Linked DNA regions of Mus musculus: all the other regions are linked to region 4. The links are chromatin contacts, called in public HiChIP or PLAC-seq and promoter capture Hi-C maps. All regions are on one chromosome and are shown on one strand. Each heading gives the region's core, a stretch centred on a gene start, on an enhancer-like site or on the middle of the called end of the contact. The rest is flanking DNA. Distances are from core to core; before and after follow the strand shown.

Region 1 (3,955 bases), core at 1,092-3,591, 610 kb before region 4:
CTAAATCCTGTAAATATGCAGAATATATCAGGGTTGAGGGGGTGGAAGTGAGGGTGGCTGGAGGCAGGAACTTGCTACTTTAGCAAGGCTGCCAGAAGGTCCTTAGGCATCCTGGAGATTTGGAGATTTCTTTGCTCTAGGCTAGTGCCATCTTACAAAGGCAGCAACTCACATGTCAAGCGTTGTCTGTGGCTTTGGTGGCCTCTCCGTTTATACAGTTGATCACATTAGTGAGTATTAACTCTGACAGCTAATGACCCCCTTGAGACCTGTGACAATATTTTGGGAAATTCCGGGGACAGTCATGTTCTTTTGTTCTTTTTCTATAAAGGGCCCTATATACCCCAGGCTAGCCTCGAACTCGTGTGTGGCTCAGGATGAGCTTGGATGCCTGATCCTCTTGCTTCTGGGGTGTTGGGATGTCGGCCCTGTGCCACTACCATGCCTTGTTTGCCTTCTGCACTGAGCTTTGTGTATCCCAGGCAAGCAGTTTATCAACTGAAATCCATCCCCAGCCCACTCTGCAGATTCTCAATGATAACTATTAACATAGCATATATAATAAGGGGTGCTCTTCTTTTATAATTTTCTTTGGAGCAGGGGTTTCAAGACAGAATTTCATTATGTAGCTCTGGCTAACCTTGAATTTACTTTGTAGATCAGGCTGGCCTCAAACTCACAGAGATCTGCCTTCCTCTGTCTCCAGAGAGCTGGATTAAAAGTGTGCACCACTATGCCTGGCAGGAAGAGGGTACCCTTTTCTTATCTGTGATTTTGTTTTTAGACACAGGCTCATGTAGCCCAGGCTGGCCTCCACCTCACCACACACTGTGGCTGGTCTCAAGTTCTTGATCTTCCCACCTTCACTCACAAAGTGCTAACATAACAGGTATGAGCCACACTCTTAAAGAAATGCTTTTCTTACAGTTGGCCTTCGTCTCCAAAGCTACAATAACTAATTCAAACCTGATGCTAAAATATGTGTTGAAATGAATGAAATCAGCAAGGCACATTGTATTAGTCAGGGTTCTCTCGCTCCACTCCCTGAGCCAAGCATATTCAAACCACCACACACAAGTCACAATTTTAGTTACTGAGGTTAGTGACCAAAATCACAAATACAAAATGGGTGTATTAGCACATGCCTGTAATCTCAGTACTTGGAAAGTGGAGGCAGGAGAATCGGATCAGGACTTAAGACCCCTGTCTCAAAATAAACAAACAAAGGAAAAGTAGCATATACATGTACAATTCTGTGCATGAAGAACTGTACCCCCCGTCCCCATTTTGAAGCAGGACTTCCTTGTCCTGTGTCCTGACTGACCCAGAGCTCACTACATACAATACACCAAGCTGGCCTGGAACAACTTCTTGCCTTAAGGGGGCTGAAATTCCAGGAGTGAGCCACCCACAGCGGGTTAGCTCGCTCTTTTTAGACAATGGCCAGGACACATTGAACTCCTGGGCTCAAAAGATCCTGCCTCTGCCACCTGAGTCTCCAGACTCGCAAGACTTCTTTCTGGCTTATCAGCTTCAGCGTCTTTCCACCTGCAGCCATTTGAGCTTGACCCACATACACAGAACTTGAGAAGGCAACTAGGTCTCCAACACTGGTCTCGGAGACAAGGTCACCCACGGCGTCCTTCCTCTTCCCCTAGCTTCTCCAGCTTTCCCAGGCCCGAGTGCTGGGCCAGCCAGGCCAGAGGGCCCGGGTCCTCACCTTCGAGGTGTTGCACAGGAATCGGGTCTCGTACTCCTCGTTCATAGTGATCACCCCGCGCACGTTCTCGTCCAGTACCAGCTGCCGAGGCAAAGAGGAGGCTCAGCGAGGGCCGCGGGGCGCCCGCAGAGGCCCTGGGCCCGCTCCCGGCCCGGCCCGGCCCGGCCCGGCGGTCTCTCACCCGGCGCGTCATGTTCTTCAGCGGCAGCGCGCCCAGCAGAACCGTGTGGTCGATGCGGTGGTACCAGTCGCGGTGCGCCGGGCCGCGCACCCTCCCCCGGACACTGTGTAGAGCAGCGTCGGGTAGAAGAGCACCCGGGCCAGGCCGGCCTCCAGCCACGCGGAGGCCGCCATCCCGCCCCACCCCGCCAGGCGCAGTGGCGAGGCGCCCCACCCCGCCAGGCGCAGCGGCCAGCCACCGGCCCCGGGGCTCGCGACCAGCCACCGCGAGAAGGACGCGGAGGACGAGAGCTGAGGGCCACCTGATGCCTCCCGACTCTTCGAAGCTGAGTCCCCGGAGTCCCGGCCCTGCCCGAGGGATCCCGGAACAGGAGCCATGGCTCCAAAGGAGAGGCGCCGCGAGGCGCGGCGAGGGGTCGGGTGGAGGGAGTGGAATGGCAAGATCGGGTGAAACTGTGACCCTGCCTAAGGAGCAGGGCCGGCTCTCCAACCCCTGACCTTAGGGAGGGGCCGTGACCCCGGAGTGCACCCATCACTAAGGAGGAGGCTCAGCAGAGAGGCTCCTCTAAACAGGGAAGGCCCTGGAGAAGCCGAGTCTGCCTGTAAAAAAAGCGGTGGTTGTCAGCTGCTCTTGGGGGAGCAGGGAACCTGAACTTGAACCTAGGTGGTGGTCTACTGCCCTGTGTCTGTCTGTCTGTGTCTGTCTCTCTGTCTCTCTGTCTTTCCCCGCCCCCCCCCCTCTCCTTTTTTAAAACCAGGTCACACTATGAAGCCCTAAATGTCTTCTACTGGCTATGTAGCTAGCTCCAGGACACACAAAGGAACCCTGTCTCAAAAAAAAAAAAAAAAAAAAAAAAGTGTGTGTGTTGGGTGCTTTGCCTGCCTGTATGACATCACCTGGGTGCAAAGTCCAAGGAGTCCAAAGAGGATGTTGGAACCCATGGGACTGGAGCGTGACTCGGAGAGAAAGCTGGAGAATGCTGGAAATCAAACCAGGGTTCCCTGGAAGAGTAGCCAGTGCTCTTAACTGCTTAAATATTTCTCCAGCCACAAGAAAATACTCTTAACCTGTATCTGCTGCTTTTCCCCTCCTTTTTGGTTTTGATTTGGGGTGATTTGTTTGTTCGTTTTTCAAGATAGGGTTTCTTTGTGTAGCCCTGGCTGTCTTGGAACTCTCTTGTAGACCAGGCAGCCCTTGAACTCAGAGATTCACCTGTCCCTGCCTCCTGAGTTCTGGGATTAAAGACATGTGCTACCACTGTCTGTCATCTTTTTCCTCCTTTTAAAAAAGAGATATATTTTATTCTTATCAAAGAAATACTCGTAATAATACCCAAGAAGGAAAGAGTAGGTTGAGAGGAGTTTGGAGGGTGGGGATGAATTTTATCAAAGTGCATTAATACATGTATGAGATCCTCAAAGAATTAACAAGTATTAAATTTAAAATGGAACGTGTAGAGCTGGAGAGATGGCTCAGAGGGTAAGAGCACCAACTGTTCTTCCATAGGTCCTGAGTTCAATTCCTAACAACCACATGGTAGCTCACATCCATCTGTAATGGGATCTGATGCCCTCTTCTAGTGTGTCTGACAGCTACAGTGTACTCACATACATAAAATAAATAAATCTTAAAAAAAAAAAAAGGTAAGGAAAAATAGCCCATTTACTTTAAATCGATAAGTGAAGCAGACATGCCATTTTCAGTGTGGGGATTGGAAAGTATAGTAAGAATTGAGTCTGCCATCATGGTGACACACCCCTTAATCCCAGCACTCAGGAGGCAGAGGCAGGTTGATCTCTGAGTTAAAAACCAGTCTGGTCTATATAGAGAGTTCCAGGCCAGATGTCTGTCTCAAAAAAATAAATGATCCAATAGTATTATTATATCTTTTTTGAGAGAGAGAGAGAGAGTGGCACAGGGGGGCCAAAAGAGGGTATTGGATCCCCTAGAATATCAGTTGCTGATATTGTAGCCTTCCATGTGGGTGCTGGGAACTAAACCCCACTTTTCTCCAAGAGCAGCAAGTGCTCTTAAGTGCTAAGCCATCTCTCTAG
Region 2 (4,196 bases), core at 910-3,409, 780 kb before region 4:
GTCTGGCCTACAAAGAAGGAGCTCTTCAGTGATGCCGGGGTTTTGAAAATCTAGTGTATTTTGCAAAATTCTGATGACGGTATGGTTTCTCAACTCTCCCAGTGTACATAGGTTTTACTTATTTTTATTTTGTGTGTACATCTTTCAAATGCACATATGTATGTACACCATAAGCATAGTTGGTGCCAGAGGCCCGAACAGGGCTACAGATCTCCTGGCACAGGAGTTACAGTTGTGAATCACCATGTGGGTACTGGGAACTGAAGGTCCTCAGAGCAATCTCTCTAACCCCAGATATTTTTGTTTTGAGACTGGGTCTCACTATGTAGCCCTAACTCTAGTGGAACTCGGAGATCCACTTGCCTGGCCTATTATTCTTGCTCTTTTTTTTTTTTTTCTCCTCGAGACAGGGTTTCTCTGTATAGCCCTGGCTGTCCTGGAATTCACTTTGTAGACCAGGCTGTCCTGGAACTCAGAAATCCGCCTGCCTCTGCCTCCCAAGTGCTGGGAATAAAGGCATGTGCCACCACTGCCTGGCTTGTTGTTTGTTTTTTGAGACAGGGTTTCTTTTTTGTTTTTTGTTTTTTTGGTTTTTCGAGACAGGGTTTCTCTGTGTAGCCCTGACTGTCCTAGAACTCACTCTATAGACCAGGTTGGCCTCGAACTCAGAAATCCTCCTGCCTCTTATACTCCCTCTTTAACATCCATTCTCATACATCTTCCCCAGATTTCTCCTTGTATTATTATTATTTTATTAATTTATTGTTATTATTGTTATCTTTGAGACAAGATCTCACTTTGTAAGCTCTGGTAATATGCATACCTGGCTAGACTCACTTGAAATCTTCCTACCTCTGTCTCCACTGAAATTATAGACATGAACCATGACAACTACTTCCAGTGTTATTAGAACACTTCAGTAGCTCTCCAGGAGTACAGTGCACCATCTTTAGGCATTATTTCTCATCTTCTGGCCTGCTGTCATTAGTCTAGAAGCAATCAGGGATGGGTGGAAGGAGTGGGTCCTGGAGAAAATCAGCATTATCTTGCGTGGTAACTATCTCTGGGGAGAACATTAATGACTCAGGATGTCACCTGACTCTAGGAATGGGGAACAAGGAAGACTCAAAATGTAAAGAGCTCAGCCTCAAGGTGGAGGAGTTGGAGGTAGGGCAAAAAAGTAGTGTTTACAGAAGTAGGATGAGGTAAGGCTTCGGTATCCCATATGAACAGTTTGACTGTTTCCAAGGTCCAGTCATTTTCCCTACTAATCACGTCGTATTTCGTTTTAAAGAGCCTACTGGGGCTGGAGAAATGGCTCAGCGGTTAAGAGCACTGACTGCTCTTCCAAAGGTCCTGAGTTCAAATCCGAGCAACTACATGGTGGCTCACAACCATCTGTAATGAGATCTGATACCCTCTTGTGTATCACAGCTACAGTTTACTTACATTTAATAAATAAATAAACCTTTGGGTTGGGGCGAGCGGGGCTGGAGCAAGAAAGTGGGGAGAGAGCCTACCGTAAACCCATCACTTGGGAAGCAGAGGCAGGCGGATTTCTGAGTTCCAGGCCAGCCTGGTCTACAAAGTGAGTTCCAGGACAACCAGGGCTACACAGAGAAACCCTGTCTCGAAAATCAAAAACAAAACCAAAACAAAACAGAAAAAGCCTACCGATGTATAAACACCCAGCATCATCATTGTTTAATACTATACCCCAAAGAAGCTACAATAACCAAGAGAACTTGCAGAAGGGTGCAATGTATCTTTATCTTCCTCAAAGACAAACAGCAATAAGCAGCTGAAAATAGCTACAAGATGGCGGACAAAGCCCTAAAGAAAAGACTTGGCTAACAGCGCATGGTGCAACCCCAGTCTAAGGAAGTCGCACACACCGCGGGCCCTTCCGCACTATTGGCGCGAAGTCCTGTCTTTTCCCTTTGCTATTGGCTACCGAGTCCGTCTCAAGTCAAAACAGCCAATCGCCTTTTCCCTGAACAAAGCCCACCCACCATGGATGGAGCGGAACGTGCGTAAAAGCACCGGGGCGCAGGCCGCATGCGCAAGTGCACCGCGCCGGTTAAAAGCGGATCTCCTCGGGAGGCGGTGCCACGGTTCATGAATATTGATTACGCACCGGGGCGCTGTGCGCCCGCCCCACTAATCTGCCGTCGTTCGCTGCTCGCGCTCCGGCTCATGATGGGGAAGAAGTCCCGGGCGGTACCCGGCCGCAGGCCTATCCTGCAGCTCTCTCCACCGGGTCCTCGGAGCAGCACCCCGGGCCGGGATCCCGACCCCGATCCGGATCCCGAGGCAGATTCGACTGCGGCGGCGACAAGCCAGTCAGCGCCGGCAGCAGCGACGGCGGCGGCCGCGACGTCGCCCGCGGTGCCTGCCTCCGCTGCCCCAGAGGACTCGCCTTCAGAAGGTAAGGGCGCGCGAGAGGAGCCCTGCTTTTATTTGGGACGTCTGAAACTCGAGCACGGGGCTTGCGGCCTAGGTTCCCGGGTGTCTCTTCGGACCCGGTGAAGAAGAGAAACCCTGGCGGGCGAGGTACACCTCGGCTGCCAGCGATCTGGGGCCCGCGGGACGGCGGTCGGGGACTCTGGGAGGCGGAAGGCCGGGCCCGGACTCATCTGAGGCGCCTTTGCGGTGCAGGGGTTTCTCCCCGGAACCTGTGCCGTCCACCGAGGCTTGGGACCCCAAATGTCTCCTAGATGACTCCCTTCGATCTTAATAACGCAGAAGGTGGAGGGCAATTTCCACGTGCGAGCCTTGAGGCGGTTGAACCTGGCCTTCTCTACTTGTCACGCTTGGTTTCGTTTTTGTTGAAATGGAGACACCACTCTTTAGAAGTGAACAAACCCATATTTTTTTCTTATGCTAGACAAAGCATCGGTAACCCCAGACTTAAGGGAAAGTGACAAAACCTGTGTGTGGGCTTTTCTGGAATTGTGTTTGGGTTTAGGGTAACAATTGCATGGAGTAGATGCCGGAGAAGCTATACTGTATCAAACATTAAGAATCAGATTAATAGGATGTACATAACGTGTGGAAACGTGCAGAAGTATTTATGCATGTTAATTGTTAAGTATTGCAGGTGCCATTTTCATAGTGTTCACGTTCTTACTGTCGCTACCACTAAATGAATGGAAGGGTAGATCAGCTTGTTTTTTGTCTTCTTAGTTTGCATCAGTGATACACGCTGGTTTTATAAGTTGATTCAGGCTGAAGGTCAAGCTTTGGACCCTGGCCCACTGACTGACTGCAGCTTCCTTTTGTGCATTCCAAATACAGATGAACAAGAAGTGGTGGTGGAGGTCCCCAACGTTGTTCAGAACCCTCCAACACCAGTCATGACCACCAGACCGACAGCCGTCAAGGCAACAGGTAGAGATTTTTGTTGTTGTTTTTGCCTTTCCCTTAAAATATCTTTTATTAAGTTGAAAGATAAAAGTGTGCAGCTGGGTTGTTGGATGGTTAAATGTTGCTAATTTATTATTTCTCATAAAAAGTCGTTGAAGCTTTTCTAGGATTGGGGTTGCATATCAGTGGTGAGATGCAAAACTCTGGGTTCCACTCTTGGCTTACAAAAATGGATTAACAAAAAATAAATAAATCTTTCCTGAGGGCTTGCTGTGTATAAACTTTTAAGTAACATGAAAGTTTATTTATGGCTGCAGACACACATTCGTGCTTCTAAGGCTGGGCCACATAACTTGTTTATCTATTTTTTGAGAGTGTCTCAAGTGAACCCAAACTTTTTTTGGGGGGGGGGGGCAGTTCGAGACAGGGTTTCTGTGTATATCCCTGACTGTCCTGGAACTTTGTAGACCAGGCCGGCCTTGAACTCAGAAATTCGCTTGCCTCTGCCTCCCAAGTGCTGGGATTAAAGGCGTGGGCCACCACGCCCGGTGTGAACCCGAACTTTTAACTGTTCAGGTAGATGGACTGCACAGACACCTCTTCTCCTCCAGTCCACTTGTCTTGACCACTCCACTTCACCCCCAGCGCTGGTTACAGATGAGTGTGCTTCATACTCTGCCAAAACATGGCTATGAGGGCTCCGAATGCAAGTCCTTAAGCATTTTACAAAGGGAGTCATCTCCCTGCCGGCTTTTTGGTCCTTTTGTGTTTTGTTTGTTTGTTTGTTTGTTTGTTTGTTGTTTTTTCAAAAGGAGCTCTGGCAAAGTTTT
Region 3 (4,043 bases), core at 196-2,695, 850 kb before region 4:
ATATTTTAGTTGGGTGGTGGAGAAACACCTTTAATCCAGCACTCGGGAGGCAGCAGGCAGGTGGATTTCTGAGTTCGAGGCCAGCCTGGTCTACTGAGGGAGTTACAGAACAGCCAGGGCTACACAGAGAAACCCTGTCTCGAAACACAAGAAAGACAAGGTATCTGGCTGCTTAGCCTATTTTGGGGGATCATTATAACCCAGTGCCCAACATGCAATCAAGACTGAAAAAATAAGTGTGGGACAAACCAATATGCTTCCAGGAACTGGAAAGCTACTTACTATGATTAATAGAACAGCATGAAGATAAAAACCAATATTTAAAAATCTAGAGAAATAGAAAAAAATAATAAGCCCTTTGCACTGTGGCTAGATCTCAAGTCATTGCTATTATCACTTTTGAAAGTCACTGGCCAAATGACAGGAAACCACATTCCTGGAACCCCCGAAATAAAGTAATTACATTGAAAGTGCTCACTGAAAAATAACACTAATTTCCACTGAAAGAAATTATTCCACTGAATAATTCAATAATTTCCATCGAATTACCACCCAAAAAAAGTCACTAAGTTCGGGCAATGTAAAGTGTTACTGTTAACTTACTGCAATTCACCTTGAATTTACTGTAACATGAACCAAAGGTCAAAGACAGCTTGAAGCTTGGAAAACATCACATCTCAAGTTCTATTCAGCCATAAACAAGAAGAAAATCATATCGTTTGAATGAAAATGGTTACGTTGGGGATCATCATTATTATTAATAAAGGAAGGCACAAAAATGCAAAATCTAGATTTAAATATATGTATACATGACATAAAAGGGGAGGGGAGGACTATTATTTGGGAAGAGGAAGGGGAACAGTAAGAGGGAAAGGGAGGACAAGATTTGCTAACAGGTGAATGTGAACAAAGTAGGCTAAAGTACATGTATGAAAATGTCATATGATGTCCATCATTTGTAAAATGAATAATAACATTAATAAAAAAGCAAACACACACTCTAATAAAATCTTCTGCCTACGTCTGTGAGACAGGGTTTGATGTAACCTAGGCAGGCCTCACACTTACTATGTTGCTGAGACTAGCCTAGAATGCCTCCACCCTCCAAGCACCCAGGATGACAGGTGTGGGCCACTATTCCCAGCTTCATCATGGACCCCCCATCACCCTCCTTTGCCCTTCTTCCCAACTAGTTCCTCTTCCACTTTCATGTCTTTTCTATCTGTGACCCACTGGGTTTAATTAGAGTTGCTTGAATGAGCATGGGAGGGAGTCTTATTTATAGGAGCACCGGCAACTAACCAGCAAATACACCACTGGAGAAAATTACTCCTCCCTCACAGCAGCCACTGACTTTACCTACGGCTCCTCGGGGAGCGATGGGGCCTCAAAGTCCAACCCCCACCACGGAATGTTGACAGGCCCTGTCTTTTGTGTAGGTAACCACAGTTATGATCTCACGAGAGCAGCCACCATGCTGTGTCCAGGAGGCAGTGTCGTTACAGCACACCTTCCCGTTCATCTTGCATTCTTTCTGCCTTGATAGAGATTTTGAATATGTGGGGGAAATGACACTAACAACAAGTTCCCCAAAACATATCTCATTCACCTAGACCAGGCTGGCCTTAAATTCAGAGATCTACCTGCATTTGCCTCCTGTGTGCTGGGGTTCAAGATGTGTGCCACCAAGCCGCACAACAGGTAATCTTTTAAAAAAATATTTTTTAAATTGTGTGTGTGTGTGTGTGTGTGTGTGTGTGTGTGTGTGAGCTTCCCTCTCAAAAAAAAAGTCTCTGAAGCAGAGATTTACACACAGGAAGGAGCACACAGTGTGCTCACAGAACAGCATTGCTAGGGGAGTGAAGAAAGCAGGATTAGGCAGAGAAAACTGAACTGAAATTGACCAGGATGGACCTAGATGGAAGCAAGGGACCAGGACCTTAGGCTTCATCTTGATCCACTGAGATGCATCCACTGAGTGCAGACATAACTCCCTTTTTGCCAAGTACAGAAGGACAGGGGTTAGCAGGGCTCTAGGGGAGACTTTATCTTAGTGAGATTTAGAGGAGTAATTTAGTAAAAATGGAAAAATTAAAGATGCTAAAATGAGGAATAGACCGAAGGTCAAGGTAGGGAGGGTGTCTCTCTATAAGTTCAGACACAGTTCAATGTACAGAAACAGAAGCATAAGGCTATAATTGCTGGTAGGAAAATATGGTTGCAGGGCAAGTTGTCTTCTTTTGTGAGGAATGGGGACGTCAAGACAGTTTCTGTTGCCCTGGTTGTCCTGGAACTCACTCTGTAATGCAGGCTGGCCTTTAACTCACAGAAACCCACCTACCTCTGCCTCCTGAGTGCTGGGATTAAAAGCTGCTTTTTGTTTGATTTGAGCCAGGGTTTTAGGCAGCCTCAGGCTGGCCTTGATCTTGACATAAATTGGAGGATAATCTTGAACTCCTGATCTACTTGCTTCCAAAAGCTGCTGTCAGTGTGCCACTATGCCCACTCGGCCGACTTCAGAGTAAGCTAAGAATGAGTGGGGGTGAGGGCTGGAGACATGGCTCAGCGGTTAAGAGCACCGACTGCTCTTCCCAAGGTCCTGAGTTCAAATCCCAGCAACCACATGGTGGCTCACAACCATCCGTAATGAAATCTAGCGCCCTCTTCTGGTGCATCTGAAGAGAGGTGTGGGCAGTGACAATCACGAAATAGTCATTAAGGCAATAAATGGTCAAGGGAAATGCAATTGCTGGGGCAGAATTATGGAACTTCGCAATGTTGTGATTCTGATGGAGTTGCCAACGAACATGTTCAGCTGTAAGCCTGAAGTTGTAGTTTAATTTATTTACTCATTCATTTACAAAGTCTCACTATGTAGCCCCAAACTGGCTCTGAATGATCAATCTTCAACCTCCAGAGAATACTGACCGATCCCAGAAAGAAATTCACAAACAATTCCTTGCACGTTTGCAAACTGTACTGTATTTTCGATAACTTCAAGAAGGTTGGGGCATTAATATTTAATTCAACGCATCCGACCCGTGTCGCTCAGAGTGGCAAGTGTCTGTAATCCTAGTACTCCGGAGGCTGGGGCGGGAGGATCAGAGTTCGAGGCCAACCTGAGCTGACATCTCAACACATACATGTGTATGCGGGTGTGTAAAGAAAAAGTTTCGCAAAAATGCCAACACAAAGAATCCCTCCTTCCTTTTACTTTTCCTCCTTGTTTCGCTGAACGATGAAGAGGCTGGATAACAACTTACACGCCAACGCTCTAACGGAGGGGAAGGTTCCCGCAAGCTGGGAGTGTGCCCGTCAGGCCTCTTCCCCGCCCGCGCCCGCTTTTCAAAATGAAAACACGCACAGCCCCGCCCCTGCTCGAGGCCGTCGGGAAAAGGGCGCCGCCGCCGCAGCCGCCGCCCGTCTCCGGCCGCTCCGAAGTGACCGCGAGTCAAGGCATCTTCTTCCCGCCTCAGCCTCATTCTCGCGGTGAAAAGCCGCAGATGAGCCTCCGACCCGCGGTCCTCAGGCAGCCAAAATCGCGCACACACATATCCCCGCCTCGCGCCACACCCCCGGAAGTGACGAGCCGACGTGACCCGCCCTTGTCCCGTCAGGCCTCACGGCGACGGCGGGAAGATGGCGGCGGCGGGATCCCTGGAACGGAGCTTCGTGGAACTGAGCGGAGCTGAACGCGAAAGGCCCAGGCACTTTCGGGAATTCACAGTCTGCGACATTGGTACGGAAAGGGCTTGGGAGAATGGGAGCCACTGCTTTCCCTCGGGCTCCCCAAGTAGGCCTTTGGTCTCCCCTGGTGGATCCAAGTCCACATGCCTGAAGCCTGTGCATCATCACATCTTGTCCTGTGCCTGACTTCTTCCTCCCTTTTCCACTCACTATTGTATGCACTGTCAGTCCCTTGCACTCTGCTCCTCGGCACTCTTCAGTGCCTGTCATCCCCCAGAGAACCGCGCATGCAAGCCCACCACATTCATTTTGTAGGGACTGCAAGTGCCGCGTTTGGAACGGTGAAGTACAGTGAG
Region 4 (4,110 bases), core at 381-2,880:
ATGTGATTTCCAGATTTCTGTTTCTAATATCCCAGTGGCTCAGTAACATTCTTACACTTTTTGTATATGTGCATAATAAATGCCTCTTAGTAGCATTACTGAGCTAGAGAATCTGTAGATCTCAAAATTGTCCTCCTAGAAATTTGCACTCAAATTTAACAGTGAGGTTGAGCATTTGTGTCTCCAAATCTTTGTTCTGAGACAACATCCTACAGCCCCGGCTGGCTTCCAATGCACTACATAGCTGAGGCTTGCCTCAAATCCCATACTCTTGCCTCTACCCCTAGAGTGCTAAAATTACAGGTGAGACCCACCATACTCACATCTTTCTTCTCTAACTCTTGGGTGTTTGTTTCTTTGTTTCTTAGGTTGGTTTTGGTTTTTCAAGATAAGGTTTCTCTGTGTAGCCCTGTGTAGTCCTGGAACTTGCTTTGTAGACCAGGCTGGCCTTGAAATCAAAGATCGGTCTGTCTCTGCCTTGTTATATTAAATCCTCACATTAAATTTGTAAAAAAAAAAAATCATTGTTATACACGTGTCTGTAATCCCAGTACTTGGAAGGTGTAGGTAGAATGATGCTACAAATTTGAGGCATCCTGGTCTATGTGCCAGTTCCAGGTTAGCTTGGACTACAGAGTGGAACCTTGTCTCAAAGACTAAAACAGTGCAGGCAAGATGGCTTAATGGGTAGAGGTGTTTGCTGTCAAGTCTGGGGACCTGAATTTGAGTTCCTGAAGCCATATTGTGGAAGGAGAGGACTGGTGCTTAGCAAGTTGTCCTTGAACTTCCTTGTACCACACCCCATAGTGCACATAAATGAAATGTAGTAAAATAGATTTTTGACAATCATATTTCATCAAATGAATCCTCTCCTTTTCATAAGCACAAGCATTTGTGAAGTAAATCTTGTAGTTCATAAAGGCCATTCCTAGACTCTCAGCTTGTTGTACTAAATCCTTACATTAAATTTGATTTTTTGTTTGTTTGTTTGGTTGGTTTGTTTTTTGAGGTAGGATTTTTCTGGCTGTCCTGGAACTGGCTCTGTAGACCAGGTTGGCCTCAAATTCAGAGATTTGTTTGCCTCAGATGGGATCAAAGGCGTGTGCCACCACGGTCTTTAATTTAAACTTGTAAGGAAATTTAAACATTTACATTAAATTTGTAAGGAAAACATAATTATCCCATTTCCTACACAAAGAAACAGAGGTCCAGATCAACTGAGAAAAGTGATTTGTTCAAAAGAAGTCCAAGACTACAATTTAGCATTCGAGGCTCCTTCCACTACATCTCAGTTGCCTCTTGCTTTCCTCTCAGCACAGAATGATTGCAAGCTCTCCAAAAAAAAAAAAAAAAAAAAAAAAAGGTGTGGGAGGGAGATGTTGACAGCAGTTTAAACATCAGTAGGTAAAGGCAACGTGATCATGACTGGAAATGCAGAGTTTTCCACACACCTTTCGCTCTTCTATCAGAAGCCTTGGTAGCCATTCCTCCAGCCACTGGGTGACAAGCACCTGACCCGCAGCCCTGGGAAACACAGCTGCGCGCGTTCCCTTTAAGGCCGCAGGCGGCGCGTGCCCACAGCTCTTTCAAACGGACCAATAAAGGGGCGATAGGCGGTTCTCCGAGGACCAATGAACAACGAGGACACTGCGGGGTGTGCGGCGGCCCAAGCGGTTTTAAACGGCTTAGAGCAGGCCCCTCGGTTCTGACCCGGCAGAGGTGAGTGGGCAGTGGGTCTCACCTGCCGGCCTGGACCCTGGGGACCCGGCGTCGCGCGCGCTAGAGGACCCACGGCCGCGGGCGGGGCCCCCGCGGACGCGCGCCTCCGCGTTCTCGCGAACCCGGCAGGTCTGAGGCGGCGGAGCGGGGCGGAGGCCTGGGAGCCCGCGGCTGGCAGGGCGGGGGGCGTGGGCGCTCGCTTGTGTTGGTGACCCGGGCTGGGGGTTCAGGTGAGCAGAGCACGCGGCGGGGGAGCTGCTGCAGCTTCGGAGGTTCGCTGGCGGCCCCGGGCCGCGCCTGAAGGCTGAGCTGTCCGAGGCCGGGGCGGGGGCCCTGCCGGCAGGCCCTTGGTGGAGGAGTGCGCCTCGCGGAATTGTTAAATGAATGAACAAGAGCACGGGAGGGCTGTGGTGGGTGTGAAGGGCCTAGTTGTCTCCTCCGAGCCGGGACCAGAGCCTGGTGCCTGGGCCTGCCTCCATCCCTGCGTCCACTACCTGTGATGATTTTGTAAGGATGCTGTTCATTCGCCGCCCCGCCCTTGGTTTTCTCCCTCAGAAAGTGTCAGCAGAGTTCAGGGATTTTGCAGCTCTGAAGGTTTCCGGCACCAGTACAATAGCCAGCAGGGTAGGTGAGCCAGGCCTTGCCGCTAGGTGAATGAGATTCTCACTTTTTAGCGCTTAGCAAATCCTTGTTGAGAGAGCTGCCCAAAGTCGTGGTAATTGCTATGCAAGATTGAATGCATCCCATTTTGTTTCTTGCGGAGGGCAGGATGAAAGAGATGTTGCCAGAGAGGCTGCTGTGTGTAAAAGAATATATTCTTGTTGATGAATCTTAACAATGAGTTTCTGATTCAGCACCAGTAGAGGTTTTTGCAGAACTTGTCCCAAATTTATGCATGACTCTTAATTCTCCTAGGAACCAAGGCATTAAATCTTGGCCCAGATAGGATGCTTGTATTACATTATGCATAATTATAGAACTGGAAACTCATTTTTAGAAAGGTGAAATATTTTTTCTCCATTTTCATCACCCTGAAAACATCTTCTGTGACCTAAAGAGCGAGAATATAAATCAAGTTAATGGTCATTTGAGACTTTTCTAAAGTGACTGGTCAAGTACGATTTAATAAAGAGAAAATCAAAATCAACTTTTTTTTTTCCAATATAAGTTAAATCACTGTAGTAAGCCTGTAATGAAAAAATTGTACACAAAACTTTTACTTTTTTTTTTTACCTGGGGCTGGAGAGAGGACTCAGTATTTAGGGGGCAATGGTTGCTTTTCAAAGGAGTTGGGTCTAGTCCCAGCAGCCACAACCGTTTGTAACTTCAGGACCATGGGGACTGATGCCCACTTCTGGCATCCATGGGTGCTGCATATACGTGATACACACACACACACACACACACACACACACATACACACTGGCAAAACACCTATACATATACATATTTTTAAGGACCTTTTGTTTATTTTTGTGAGTGGGTGCATATGCTTGGTGTCAGGCAAATTGCCTGACGTCTATCGTGTGGGTCTGGGGACCAAACCTTAGTTGTCAGGCTTGGCAGAAAACACCCTTACCATTTAACCCTCCTCTCTGGTCCCAACATTTTTACATACGTTTTTAATGCTGTTCACATAAGGAGGTGGCAAGCAAAGGTATTCCATTACAATATGCCATATACTTTCCTCTCTTTTAAAGTTTGGATTATCAATTTTGAGTTATGTGGGCTGGTGTGTGGTAATTCAGCAGCAGCAGTTCAGTTTGGAAAGAGCAATTAAAAATAATTAACTTCTTTAACAATAGCTTTGGATAGTGTTAAAATATTTTTTCCCAAGATTTATGAGTATTCGTTCTGTATATGTATGTGTAGCATGGATGTGCTTGTCCCCACAGACTTCCTTCAGAAGAAGGCATTGGATTCCCTGGAACTGGAGTCACAGATGCTTATAAGCAGACATGTGGGTGCTGGGAACCAAACTTGGGTCCTCTGCAAGAGCAACAAGTGTACTTAAGTCTGAGCTGTTTCTCCAGTTCCCAGTGGTTAAAAATCTTGATGAAGATGAAAACTTGCAAGGCATGATGGTTCACACCTCTAATTTTAATATGTGGGAGACTGAAGCAGGAAGATGGCTGTGAGCATGAGACTAGCCTGGGCTACATAGTTAGTTCCTGGCCAAAATAGATTGCAGAGTGAGACTGTCTCAAAAAACAGCACAAACCTAACAAGAGCAAATGAAAACTTTATAATTTAGTAAAGCCAGGCTGTCTAGTGCCTGGGAGATTGATGGCTGTTGGATATTAAACATTATACTAGATTCAAGGAACACATTTGTGAGCCTGGGGAAAAAAGCGCCTGAGGGAGTTTAACATATTTATCTTTTGAACAATT
Region 5 (3,757 bases), core at 586-3,085, 660 kb after region 4:
TGAGCCTTAAAAACAAAACCACCCCCAGCCCCCATTTGTATTCCGTTGAGGTTGAGGTTTATTGTTATTTAACATAGGAAGGCTAACACTACGTTAAGTCCAGCGTGCAGCTCAGAACAGAGATCACTGTCCAGATGGGATTTTTTTTTTTAAGAGCTAAGATTTTTTTTTTTTTTTTACTTTTAAAAAAAATTGTGGTTGGGGGTTATTTTATAACCCAACAATTCACCCGTGCAAGAGCATTAAGCTTCAAGTTGAAAACTATCGATTTAATAATTTAAATGAACCTCCTCAATGATTAAAAAAAAAAAAAAAAGGCCCTCCCCGCTCAGCCAAGAAATCTCTGAAAACAAGAATTCTTCTGATGTCGTCCCCCCCAACCCCCGCCCCTGCAGTTCTCCATGTTACAGTCCTTGGAGGTGGACTAGGCATAAAATACTTTCACTAATAAAATATGACAAACCGCCGGATTATACGTGGCCGATTCCCAGTGATTGCCCTGCTACACAAAGCAGAAAAGTAAATGCCATCATCCCCCTTAGAACAAAAGAACTTAGGAATAAAAAACATGGAGAGGGGGGCAGAAAGCAGCAATAAATAAAGGTGAGCGAAGGACCCCGTCCCCCGCCCCTCCCCGGAGCTAGAGTGGGACTCGGCACGGCTAATAAAGTGGTTCAAGGGTAGTTATTTGCAAAGGGGGCGGGGTGGCCGGGGATTGCATGTTGCATTCGACTTGAGCTTGCATCTTCTCCTGTTGCCTGGACCACTCGCTCCCCCATTGCAGTGCTTCCTCCTCGCTCCTGCCTCCTTTCCACCCCCACCCCTGCAAACTGCTGTTGCACTGGAGGGAGTTGGGGTTGCTCGGGAGCCCCCCAGCAGCTCTCAACGGCGGGAGGGGACCGGGGCTCGGGCCTGGCCGGGGCTGCGACGCGGCGGCGGGCCGGGAGTTTGGCGGCCGCTCGGCCCCAGCGCCGCCGCCGCCGCTGCACCGGAGTTTGGCTGCTGCTGCCCTACTTCACTCTAGTTTAGTTTCACTCACTTTACATCCGGGTTTTTTCCCTAGGCAATGGGTGCCGCAGCACACCCCGTTCCTTAGGCAAAGTGAAATAAATTCGCCGCACCGACACGTCAAGTAGTCCGCCCGCCCGAGCGCCGCCGCGGGCCCCCGCCGCCGCCCCGTGCCCCCGTGGGGGTCCCCGGCGCCTCCCGCGAGCGACGGGCTCGCACGCAGGGGCGCGGGGCGGCCCGGGACCGTCGCGGTCCAGCTCCGCCCGGCCCCCCGCCCGCCCGCCCGCTCTTCCCTCGTCCCCGCTTCCCCAGCTCCAGTCCCTCTCGCCCGGCTCTCGGGAGCGGCGGGGGCGCGCACGGCGGCGGCGGCGGGCCGGCGGGGCCGCGCGGCGGGCTCCCGCGCGGGCGAGTGTGTCTGGGCCTGGGCGGAGGGATCCCCGGGCTGAGGCGGCGGAGGTGCTGCGGCCCGGGGCCGGGTGGTGAATGGGCTGGTGGTGCTCGCTGCTGCTGCTGAGAGGAGGAGGAGGAGGATGAAGAGTTGGGCTTGTTTGTCTCCCACAGTTTCTCTCCTGCTGCTCTGATTCCTCCCTCCCCATTCCGGCCCGGGGCCTGTGTGTGTCTCTCCTGGAGGAGGAGGAGGCTCCAGTTCCTCCCCCCCACCCCCTCCTCCCCACCCCCCCTTGCCTGGGGAAGAGGAGGAAAGAAACAGCCCAGAGAGAGAGAGAGAGAGAGAGAGAGAGAAAGAGAGAGAGTGTGAGTGAGTGAGAGAGAGGAGAGGAGGAGGAGGAGGGAGAAGGGAACAACCTACCATCTTAACACACTAATATCTAAAAAGTGCGAGAGGCCCAGAGCAGCAGCAGCAGAAGCAGCAGCGGCAGCTCCAGCCTCTTCCCTCCCTCCCCATGAAGAAGAGTTCCCTCCTCCTCCTCCTCCTGCTTCTCCTGCTCAGAGTTCCTGCCTCCAGCTGCCAGGGGGGACAGCCAGCCAGCAGCAGGAGGGTGCAGTATCCCAGCTTTTTCCATTCTCTCTTTTCCTCACTCTCTCTCTCTCTCTCTCTCTCTCTCTTTTTTTCTTGAGTAGCTCTATTTCTCCTCCCTCCCCCTTCCCCCCCTCCCTCTCTCCCTCTGTCTTGTCTCTGGTGTTTGTCTCTGGGAAGGAGCAGGGGCTGCTTGCTTGGAGTTTGTTGTGGGGGGGAGGTAGGGGGAGGGGAGGGGTGTGTGGGAGGGAGGAGGGAAAGGGGGTGTTCTTGTCAGGACCCCTCAGTCAACTTGAGATTTCAGCAATAACTTCCCCTTCGGGGCGCCCCCCTGCGTGCCCTTTTCCTATTCCTCTCCCCCCCCCCTCCAGGAAAAAAAAAAAGACAATGGGAATACCTCGTCTCCCCCCTTCCTCCCCTCTGCCCTCCACCCCTCCCTAGGATAGATTGGAAGTAAGTTTATGAGCAGCCTCGGGAGCCTGGGCGCTGAGTACAGGGCCAGAGCGGGTGACAGGGGCGGCGCGTCGGGGGTGGCGGCGAGGGGGCGACACAGAGTCCCCGTGGGGGGTCGGGCTGGGGGGCCGCAGGGGCGGGGGGCGCGGGCCGAGGCCGCCCCCCGCGAGTGCCTGCGGCCAGGGGATGGCCGCCTGGGCCCCTTCCCCACCCCCACCCCCTGGGATGCTGTCGGGGGGAAGTTTTTATTATGGTTATTTAATTTTAAAAAATATTTTTTTGGGAAAACCATCTTGTTTGGTGACTGAGAGATCTGGTTTAAAAAAAAAAAAAAAAAGCTGCGGCTGCTGACGCTGCCGGGCCCGAGTGTGTGTGAGTGAGTGTGTGTTGGTGCATTTGTCTTGGGTGGCCGGAGCAGCGTTGGGGAAATTCCGCTTATTCTTCTTCTTCTGCAACTTGTTATTCCGAGGAGTCCGCCTGCACCCCTCACCCTGGGGCGGCCCTCCCGCCGTCGCCGCCGGCCGGCCGCCCCGGGACCCCGCGCGGGCCGGGGACTCGCAGGCCCCTCAGAGAGGGGCCGCGGCCGCCCCTCCCCCCCGGGCCGCGGGGGGAGGGGCGCGCGGAGTGGGACTCTTTCCGTTTGGTCCAGCCCCGCGGTGCACGCAGTTCCCAACACTTCTCGTCATCCTCTCTCTGCTCTCTTTATTCTGCTGAGCGGTGCTGTTAGGATTTCTTTCTCTCTCTCTCTTCGCTCGCTCTCTTTTTTTTCCTACCTCCTCTTCCTCCCTTGACCACGCTCGCAATGGTGGGTAGCTGCAAGGTGGCCCTGGCAGGGGAGGGGTTTGATGTGGACACTGGGGCACCGGGCGAGAGAGGTCTCCTTTCAACTTTGTCTTGTGGCTTGCACCCCGGGAGGAGGCCACATGCCGATTGTGGGGTGTAGATGTGCCGGGAGTGATTTCTAAGTAGTTGAGTTGTTGAGATGAGGGTACGACGGCTAGTGGTAGACAGGTTTTGTTTTCGTGGGTGAATTCGGTGTCATCATATTCCGGTCATATGTTGAAATATTCTTTGTTTAGGTCTTGAAGTAGAGGATCTCCCTCTGCACGTCCACATTGTGTTGTTTTTAAATGATGTTTCCGGGAGTATGGATTTCTAGAATCACAAATGTGATTTTAAGGTCTCGGCATGTGTGGGCCTCAGCACTGGCCTTGACAGTGAACTTTATGGCTGTGTTTTTGGACTTCTAAGATTTTATCCCATGGCTGGGATGCTCGTTATGCTTTTTCTTAATGGTAGATAATCAGGAATGTAGAGTCT
Region 6 (3,995 bases), core at 693-3,192, 680 kb before region 4:
TTCCAGGTAAGACTATCCCAGCCTGGGAGTGGTTTAGCTGGTAAGCCCCTCTCTTTTCTGGGCTCTGTTTTCTGCCTCTGGGAAGTTTTCACATTACTTACCATCCCCTCTTTTCTTTTCCCAAAGCTGGCCTATGCCAAGGTGCTGTTCTCTCTCCCTCCCTCCCCACCTTTGACTTTTCTTATCCTCCTAGCTTGAATATAAGTTACTAAGTAACCCATTCTAGGGTCACCACACTGAACTCTTATCAGGGATTGTCATTCATATCACATCTTTACAAATGGCCCGTTTGAACTGTGCTCTTCCTTTACTTATAATTCCGACTCCAGTTCTCTGTCCCATAACGTCATGGGTAGCTTTTGCCATGAACCATTAGGAATGTGGTGGGACATCCTCAGGTGCCCAACCCTTCAGCCCCGCGACATTCTGAGCCTCTCATTGCTCACAGGCAAATAGAATTTTTTTTCCTTCACCACCCATGCACAAATACCCTTCTTAATGGTCTTGCTGTTTCTAAGTCATGTTGAGAACTGTGTTTAATTAAGAGCAACATGTAATTTTTTTAGAATAAAAAGCTACCATTTACTATTGCATTTTTGTTGTGTATGCCAGGCTAGGTCCATATTGCTTTGAGATAATGTTTTGAAGTGGATATTATTATACTTATTTGCTTAAAAGTTTTGAAGAGTTGGGATGACCTATATAAGGTCACACTGTAACTGGCAGAGGTAGACTTTGGATGAGGCCCATTGGACTTCAAAGCCCGTGTGCCTGACCTACAAACTGCCTCCCAATATCAGCTAGTTCTGGGCTGAATAGAAGGCCATATTAGGACTAACTTCTGTATTTCAGCCAATTTCTCAAAAACTCCATATATACAGTTTCACTTAATGTTCATAAAAATACACTGAGTTAGTTGCATTGTCCTTATATTTAGATACAAACACTAAAAAATTTAAAAAGGAAAGTGACACATGGATCCAAAAGGAAAGCCAGATTCCAAACTCGGTTCCTTGTTCATTCTCAGCAGTACACACTAAGTGCTTGCACTAAGTGGTGTCTGCTACAGAACAAAGGGGCCAGAGCTGGAGCAATGCCTTTTCTTCATTTTGCCTCTAACAGCCTGGGTAGCCCGATTGGCACTGAGCTTTAATAAATCTTGAGCACTGGTACATGCCAGGCACTGGGGGAAAATAGTGTACAAAGGCCATCTCGGTTCCTGAACCCAGAGTTGACACTCTCAACTGTCAAAGACAATTTCCCAGTGACAGGTGTCACAAGGCAACGGGTAGGAAATACGGATAAAATGGATTTCGAGTAGTCAGAGAAGACATGAAAAAAAAATTTTTTTTTTTGGTCAGTATGTCACCATGTAACCCTGGTTTACCGGGTATCCAGTTTGTAAACCAGATTAGCCTTGAACTCACATATCCACATTCCTCTGCCTCCCAAGTGCTGGATTAAGGGTCTGTGCCGCCACATCTGACCCCGAGGGGGCACATTTTGTTGTAGTTGCTTTTTCTTTCCAGTACTGAGGACTGAAAGCAAGGATGTCGGGAAGTGCTCTACCACTGAGCTAATGGTAAACGCAAAATCAGGGACCTGCAGAATTCACTGTTAAGCCAGACAGGATCTGTTGTTCATTAGACATGACAACTCTAACGGAAAACAACCATCAAACTTTACGTCGTCAAAGCCTGAAAGAGGATAGGAGTATAACTCAGTTCTTCCAGTTGTTAGTCCGCTGACCTTGCCTTTGCCGTCAGGGTCACCCCACCACCACCCCATCATTACCATTCCCTCCCTACTCCTTCCGGACACTTCCGGCTTGCGCAGGCGCAAGAGAAATCGCCTTTCCTAGAGGCGCGAGGAGCCCACGCCCAGACGCATGCGCGTCCCTCCCACAAGCCCCGCCCCAGGCGGCCCCTCGCGAGCGCCTGCCGTTTCTTTGGGCGGGCCGGTGGGCGGAGCCTAAGCGGGCGGCGCGCCGCGGGCGGGCCAGTGAAGCCGGCGCCCCCGACACGTGATCTGGAACCGGCTGTGTCGCTTGGTGACTCCGTCTGTCCGTCCGTCCGCGGGTGCCATCATGGCGGACGCGGCCAGTCAGGTGCTCCTGGGCTCCGGTCTCACCATCCTGTCCCAGCCGCTCATGTACGTGAAAGTGCTCATCCAGGTATGAGTCGTCGCCCTTTCCTTCCCCGCCCGCGTCCTGTCAGGTCGCCACCGCCCTCTGCGCCTTTGGGTTGGCTCTGCGTCCCAGGCCTTCACCCTCTCGAGATGCTGCCCTTCTCTCCCCTCAGGAACAACTTCCACGGCCTCGCGCCCCTCTCGGAGACATCCCGAGGCTCGCCCCGGGCAGGCCGGCTCCCTTTCTGCAGCCAACTGCCACCCTTGCCTTCCCTGGCCGGTGACTCTTCTCAACTTTGTTTTTCCTTTCCCTGATCCTGGCCGGTTGCCACCGAGGGCTTCCCAACCCTTTTCTTGTCGCCCCTCTGATACTGGCGTTCACCTCACCTCGTTCACTCCTCCTCAGCGAAATATCTCAAACTCGAGACGTGAAATAACTCATCTATGGGCAAATTTAAAATTCTAGGAAAGCCAACATCTTATTGTTCTTACTCGGTTTTTCTATTTGCTGTTTCTACTTCTATTCCCGTTCAGAGATTTTAACACCAGATACCCGGATATACACAAGGAGCGCATTGAGAAGTGATAATGAAATCAGATTTCCTGAGGATCCATTGAGCGCTTTCACAGTAACCCATGTGGTTCATGACAATGAAAATCACGTTGGTTAGAGCTGGAAATCAGTTCTGTTTAAACACTTTAGCGAGTTTAAATGTAACATCAAACCCCGGATGTCTCTCTTGCCTCCCTTGCCAATCTGCTATAAAATATTTCTAAAGTGGTCATTTATATTCATGGGTAAGGAGGCCTACTTTTAGCTGGTGATAGTATTTTCAATTGCTCTTCTAACTTTCCCTGTGCTGATCAGGGCCATTTTTAAGCATTTATTGAGGATTGCCATACCTCATGCATTGTGTGTCCTGGAAGGAAGCAGGCTTTAGAATCCCTGTCCTCAATGTTTACCATTCTGAAAAGAGAAAAAAAAAAAAGCAAGACTCTAGAATGGACTTCATTTTTAAATTGTTCTTCATACAAATTGTTGCTAAGTTGACTAATATAAGTGTAGATGTTGAAGCGCAGAGTGAAATCTGTGTCTAGAACAGAATTGACAGTATTTCGCAGTACACGTATGAACTCACTACTCAATAGTTCTCAAAGAACAGTGATTTTAGTGACATTCAGTGTTTTTGCCTCAACAATCCAATATCCTAAATTCTGATTTCACAATACCTCGTGCGTTGCCAAGTATCTCAGGAGGTTGATGAAATTCCCAAATACTACTTTAAAGCTGCACTTTCAGTGAGTTCAGAGAGGGGGTTTTAACTCAGAAGGAAGAATTGCAACAGTAGAGCCCAAACTGCCCTGTATTTTTTTTTTTAATCTCAAGTATCCCTTTGGCACTATAATCACTGAATATATTGTACAAATAAAATGGCAATCATTAATTTTTATGGCTCTGTATATTGCTAATGAGTCTGTACATTTAACGTGGACCTAAGTTGTAATTATTTTTGTAAGTGAATTACCCAGCTGTATGCATTTGCCTTTGTTGTCTAGTTATCCATGTAGGTAGGCATTTGACGATGGCTCAGTGAATATTTTATTTTGTTCAAATATGAAAAATATTGTAAAAAATATGTCAGCTTTATCGGTAAACTAGGCTTTCCTGACACAATGGTTTGTTTCCTTGTTCTGTTTTCAGTTTAATAATCTAGTCACATGGTTTACTCTATAGACTCAACTCAAAGGGAAAGTTGGAGTTTATTGAACCCAGTCTTAATCTATCCAGCAGAACAAAAGGCTGATAAGGATGATACTTCATCAATGACTTAAAAAAACTAAACTGCATTTTTATTTGTAAAAATTAT
Region 7 (3,795 bases), core at 790-3,289, 590 kb before region 4:
CAAGCCACTGTATCCTGCTCCAAACATCACTGGCTGGCCTCAATCCAGGCCAAGCTATCAAGTAAACCACCCGAGACACTTATTATGCAGGAAGCCACCTAAAATACCAGGTGTGAAAAACCCAATGTATTCGTGAATCTGGTTGGATGCCCCCTACCCCACGTAGTCTGTGGAGTTTTGTCTTTAAAAGTTGTTCTGGGGCTGAAGAGATGGCTCAGCAGTTAAGAGCACTGACTGCTCTTCCAGAGATCCAGAGGTCCTGAGTTCAATTCCCAGCAACCACTGTAATGGGATGCCCTCTTCTGGTGTATCTGAAGACAGCTAGAATATATATAATCTTTTAAAAAGAAAAGAAAAAAGTACAGGAGCAAAAAGTTGTTCTGTTCTGCCCCTGACTGACATAGTTTTGGATCCTGAACCCCGCCGTCTCCCTGATATATCAGCCTTTGAATAAAGTTGAATAAAGAAACATTTTGCTGGCTCAAAACTTGGTTTTCATAGTGGATTATTCCCAAATTCTCAGACCCTAACAACGCAAACATTATTTTCATCATTATCCCTCCAATGAAATAAATTCTCTGCAGTAACCCTAACGACTCTTAGAAATCTTCCATTACCAGCAGGACTAATTTTTTCTCCTAACAGTTATTTTTTTTGCCAAGAGTCTTATTCAAGAACTAGTTAAAAATACCAGTGTTCCATCTTTCATAACCACTCTAATTTTTCCTAACGTATCCATCTATATGCAACTAATTCAAGTTACATCTCTAACTCCATTCCCATCAATCAACAACAAGAAGGTAGAAAACCAATTTGAAAATTGGAACGAACAGGCCGGGTGTGGCGATACACGCCTTTAATCCCAGCATTTAGGGGAGGCAGAGGCAGGCGGATCACCAAGTGAGTTTGAGGTCAGTCTCAGTAACAAGAGGGAGTTCTAAGACAGCCAGAGCTACACAGAGAAACTCTCAAAAAAACAAAACAAACAAAAAAAAAAAAAAACAAAAAACAACCAAAGCTTTACAGTACAATTTAGGTAATTTGATAATGAACAACCTAGGGGCTAATTGTTTTGATCTACATGATTGTTTGTGCCTCTAGCACAGGGGAAAACTCTTGGCTGCTGCTTGGGGCAGGGGTGGGGGCTGCCTTAGTGAGTGTGGTAGGGTAGGGTAGGGTATAACCGGCATTTGTGGATATATATTTTGCTTTAGGAAGCTAAGTGATAAAGAGAAATAATTGCCAACTCATGAGTAATTTGTAAATTGATGGAGCCCTGACCTCCCAGAACTAAGTTTTCTCAATCTGCATTTCATTGTCTCACATTTCACTGACTTTGTGTAATAAACAACACACTTAATGCGTGAATCCAGCTAGATGCAGGTTAGGAATACCGAATCCTAAAAGGGGGTGCTGGATTCGTAAAAAGTGTTTTAATTGTTATTTTTTTTCCCAAGAAGAGTAGGTTTGGACTGGGTAGTCTCTTAATAGAATACTTAAGAGCTTTCTGGTGCCGCAGGGATTTTTGCCAGATTGCGCATGCATGCAGTTGAACATCTCTGTACAGGCACTTCCCTAACTCTGAAAGCTTGCAACACACATTCCATCAGAAGGAAGGCCTGGATACAGTTGTCTGTATGCTGATGTGCAAAAAGAAAGGGTGTGCCCTGCGTCCAGTGTTAGCCAAGCACCCATCATTCATTCATTCATTCATTCATTCATTCATTCATTCATTCATTCATTCGATATTTATTATGTGTATTTTTCATTGCCAAGCTGCGTTGCTTGCCCGCCAGAGGTGCAGCTAGTGCGGTGCGCAGAGGCAAGAACTTCAGATTCCCAGGCCGGGGTCTTCCCTCCAGTGCAGCTCTGAGACAAAGAGATGCACCCCTACAGCTCCCAGGGCTGAGGGCTCCGCCCGCGGCCCCCAGGGTTTCAGAGCGACTGCTCCTTCACTCCCCGGCCGGAGGGGGCGCTGCAGCGCCGGCCCTCCGCCCGCCCCTGCGCGGCGCTCGGCTCGGCTCGGCGCTGGCGGGCGGCGCCGCGGTGGTACGTTCCCCTTCGCCGCCCGCCCCCTCCGCGGCGGCCCTCCCCGCCGGTGGTAGGTGCCGGAAGTGCCGCCATTTTGGGGTGTTCTGCTCTGGCGGCAGCGGCAGCGGCAGAGGCGGCGGCGGCGGCGGGACGCGGAGGCTCCCCCGGGATTCGGCCTCAGCAGCGAGGCAGCGGCGGCTGCGGAGGAGCAAGGCAGCAGCTGAGGCAGCGGCGGGCTCAGGTGCAGCCGCTGGTGAGTGCGGCGGCCGCAGGATAACGGGCCGCGGGATGAAGGGAGGGAAAGAGAGGGAGGCTGGAGGGAGGCGCCGCGGGGCGGGTCAGGTTCGGGCGGCTACGGGTCACAGGGCCCTCCGGGTGCGGTCGCTCCCGCTTCCCCGCACCCCGGGGACCAGGCCGCGGACTGCTCGGGACTCGGGGGCCCATTCGCGTCCGCCCGGCGCGTGCCCCTGCTCCCAGGGAGACCCGCCCTCCTCGTGGCCTGGCCCCGGCTCCCTTGCCCTTTGCCTCCACTCTCCCGGCCCCGAGGGCTTGCTTCCTGCACCGCACCCGAGTCCTCCTCTCCGGGTCCGCTGGGCGAGATCGCGGCTGTCTACCCGAGACGCCGCTTCCCTGACCCTGTCGCCCCACGTGTTCTTCGTGCCCACCCCCGGGGGTGTCCTAGATTCCCGCCCCTAGAAGGCAGCGCTCCTCTCGATCCTCCGGAGCTCTTGCAGTTCTCGCCCTGGGGCCGCTTTGGCTCGCCCTACCCCCCACATCAGGTGCTCGCTCGCCCAGTCAAGGCCTAGTAGCAGGGCTCGAATCTCGCACCCAGGAGCGGGGACGGCTCTGGAGGGTGCCTTCTTCGCTAGGTCCCAGGCTTTGGATTTAAAGTCGGTAGTGGTGTCTCGGTTGTGGTGGTTCTGACAGGATGTTGTTTTAATTTTCTCCGACCATTGCATATGCTTTTTAAGGAGCTTCTCATTGGTTTAGAGACTGATTCCGGGGAGAAAGTGTGAGATTTTGGTCAGAGCTTGGTTTAGCACAACAGAATCTCTTTCTGGTGCTCAGAGTTAATGCTGTATATAAAAGCTGTTGAACAGTTTTAAAGAGCATAGACTCTGTTGATAATGTCTGCATTGTTAGGAGGTTACAAACACCCTTTGCACACACTTAAAAGGAACTTAACCTTTAAAAGATCTCTTCTCTGTCTTCTAGTCTCTGAGTTGAAGAGGTTTGAATTGCACTTTTTCACTTTTTCCAGTTTGTTTCTTTTTAGATCCTTAGAATGACGGTGTCTTCAGATGGAATTGCTTAGAGTTCTTTTTGGTTTTGGCATTAACAAGTGTACTTGGAAAATCATGGAGGTTAGAATGGACCAACTGCAACGGCACTGATTTTTTTTTTCTCTCTATACTAGTTTTTATATTAGTAGTTTTATTGCCTGAGAGTGTGGTTTCTGATCATGACCTAGGGAGGATTGAAAGCCATGCTTATGGTAAAGCAAAGCTGGGATTTGCAGCTGTTACTTTAGCTGGCAAGCTTATGAGTTCTCTTGGTTTCTTCTTCTCCACCACCTGTTTCTCTTAAGAATGGCTCTTGGCTCCAGAGCCTACGTCTCCATCCTCTCATTCATTCTTACCCTTTGGGTTTTCTTTTCCCAAGGATCCATTAGCAAGAGGGGCTGTTACAGTTGAAAGGGTTGCTTTTTTTTTTTTCTTCAGTGCTTTGGCTTTCTCACAAAGGAAAGTGACTTATTTGCCCAAG

What was found. Promoter capture Hi-C pulls out the DNA fragments that hold promoters and counts their contacts. HiChIP or PLAC-seq counts read pairs in DNA pulled down with a chosen protein or histone mark. Capture Hi-C pulls out chosen DNA fragments and counts their contacts.
Region 1: a promoter capture Hi-C map of liver shows a contact between it and region 4. The contact joins the promoter of Ptpmt1 here to the promoter of Ckap5 in region 4. A contact is called at or near these places in 3 of 39 promoter capture datasets (cranial neural crest, neutrophils and second pharyngeal arch cranial neural crest), 1 of 115 datasets of contacts at active chromatin or transcription factors (large pre-B cells) and 3 of 9 other capture datasets (adipose tissue, liver and macrophages).
Region 2: an H3K4me3 HiChIP or PLAC-seq map of bone marrow-derived macrophages shows a contact between it and region 4, with 9 times the contacts expected there. The contact joins the promoter of Fnbp4 here to the promoter of Ckap5 in region 4. A contact is called at or near these places in 3 of 39 promoter capture datasets (cranial neural crest, neutrophils and pre-B cells), 2 of 115 datasets of contacts at active chromatin or transcription factors (astrocytes and bone marrow-derived macrophages) and 1 of 9 other capture datasets (liver).
Region 3: a contact with region 4 is called in a promoter capture Hi-C map of cranial neural crest. The contact joins the promoter of Nup160 here to the promoter of Ckap5 in region 4. A contact is called at or near these places in 2 of 39 promoter capture datasets (cranial neural crest and frontonasal cranial neural crest) and 1 of 9 other capture datasets (pancreatic islet).
Region 5: a contact with region 4 is called in a promoter capture Hi-C map of adipose tissue. The contact joins the promoter of Phf21a here to the promoter of Ckap5 in region 4. A contact is called at or near these places in 1 of 115 datasets of contacts at active chromatin or transcription factors (memory CD8 T cells) and 2 of 9 other capture datasets (adipose tissue and liver).
Region 6: a promoter capture Hi-C map of adipose tissue shows a contact between it and region 4. The contact joins the promoter of Mtch2 here to the promoter of Ckap5 in region 4. A contact is called at or near these places in 3 of 39 promoter capture datasets (hematopoietic stem and progenitor cells, liver and pre-B cells), 3 of 115 datasets of contacts at active chromatin or transcription factors (bone marrow-derived macrophages, memory CD8 T cells and microglia) and 2 of 9 other capture datasets (adipose tissue and liver).
Region 7: a promoter capture Hi-C map of pre-B cells shows a contact between it and region 4, with 2.9 times the contacts expected there. The contact joins the promoter of Celf1 here to the promoter of Ckap5 in region 4. A contact is called at or near these places in 6 of 39 promoter capture datasets (the C10 cell line, cranial neural crest, frontonasal cranial neural crest and 3 more), 1 of 484 Hi-C or Micro-C datasets (embryonic stem cells), 1 of 115 datasets of contacts at active chromatin or transcription factors (embryonic stem cells) and 2 of 9 other capture datasets (adipose tissue and macrophages).

What each region holds. Positions count from the first base shown.
Region 1 is chr2:90,915,709-90,919,663 of GRCm38.p6, forward strand. Ptpmt1 (protein tyrosine phosphatase, mitochondrial 1) reads right to left here and starts at 2,342. Exons shown (of 5, transcript NM_025576.2): 1 at 2,004-2,342; 2 at 1,902-2,001; 3 at 1,721-1,801. The coding sequence starts at 2,278.
Region 2 is chr2:90,743,399-90,747,594 of GRCm38.p6, forward strand. Fnbp4 (formin binding protein 4) reads left to right here and starts at 2,160. Exons shown (of 17, transcript NM_018828.3): 1 at 2,160-2,428; 2 at 3,298-3,390. The coding sequence starts at 2,200. It also overlaps the pseudogene Rpl30-ps3.
Region 3 is chr2:90,675,770-90,679,812 of GRCm38.p6, forward strand. It overlaps Nup160 (nucleoporin 160), which reads left to right and starts at 1,446. Exons shown (of 37, transcript NM_021512.2): 1 at 1,446-1,701; 2 at 3,245-3,739; 3 at 4,003-4,043. The coding sequence starts at 3,640.
Region 4 is chr2:91,525,132-91,529,241 of GRCm38.p6, forward strand. Ckap5 (cytoskeleton associated protein 5) reads left to right here and starts at 1,631. Exons shown (of 44, transcript NM_001165989.2): 1 at 1,631-1,719. It also overlaps the pseudogene Gm13770.
Region 5 is chr2:92,182,347-92,186,103 of GRCm38.p6, forward strand. It overlaps Phf21a (PHD finger protein 21A), which reads left to right and starts at 1,836. Exons shown (of 19, transcript NM_001362829.1): 1 at 1,836-2,006.
Region 6 is chr2:90,845,213-90,849,207 of GRCm38.p6, forward strand. It overlaps Mtch2 (mitochondrial carrier 2), which reads left to right and starts at 1,943. Exons shown (of 13, transcript NM_019758.3): 1 at 1,943-2,173. The coding sequence starts at 2,087.
Region 7 is chr2:90,938,358-90,942,152 of GRCm38.p6, forward strand. Celf1 (CUGBP, Elav-like family member 1) reads left to right here and starts at 2,040. Exons shown (of 14, transcript NM_198683.2): 1 at 2,040-2,284.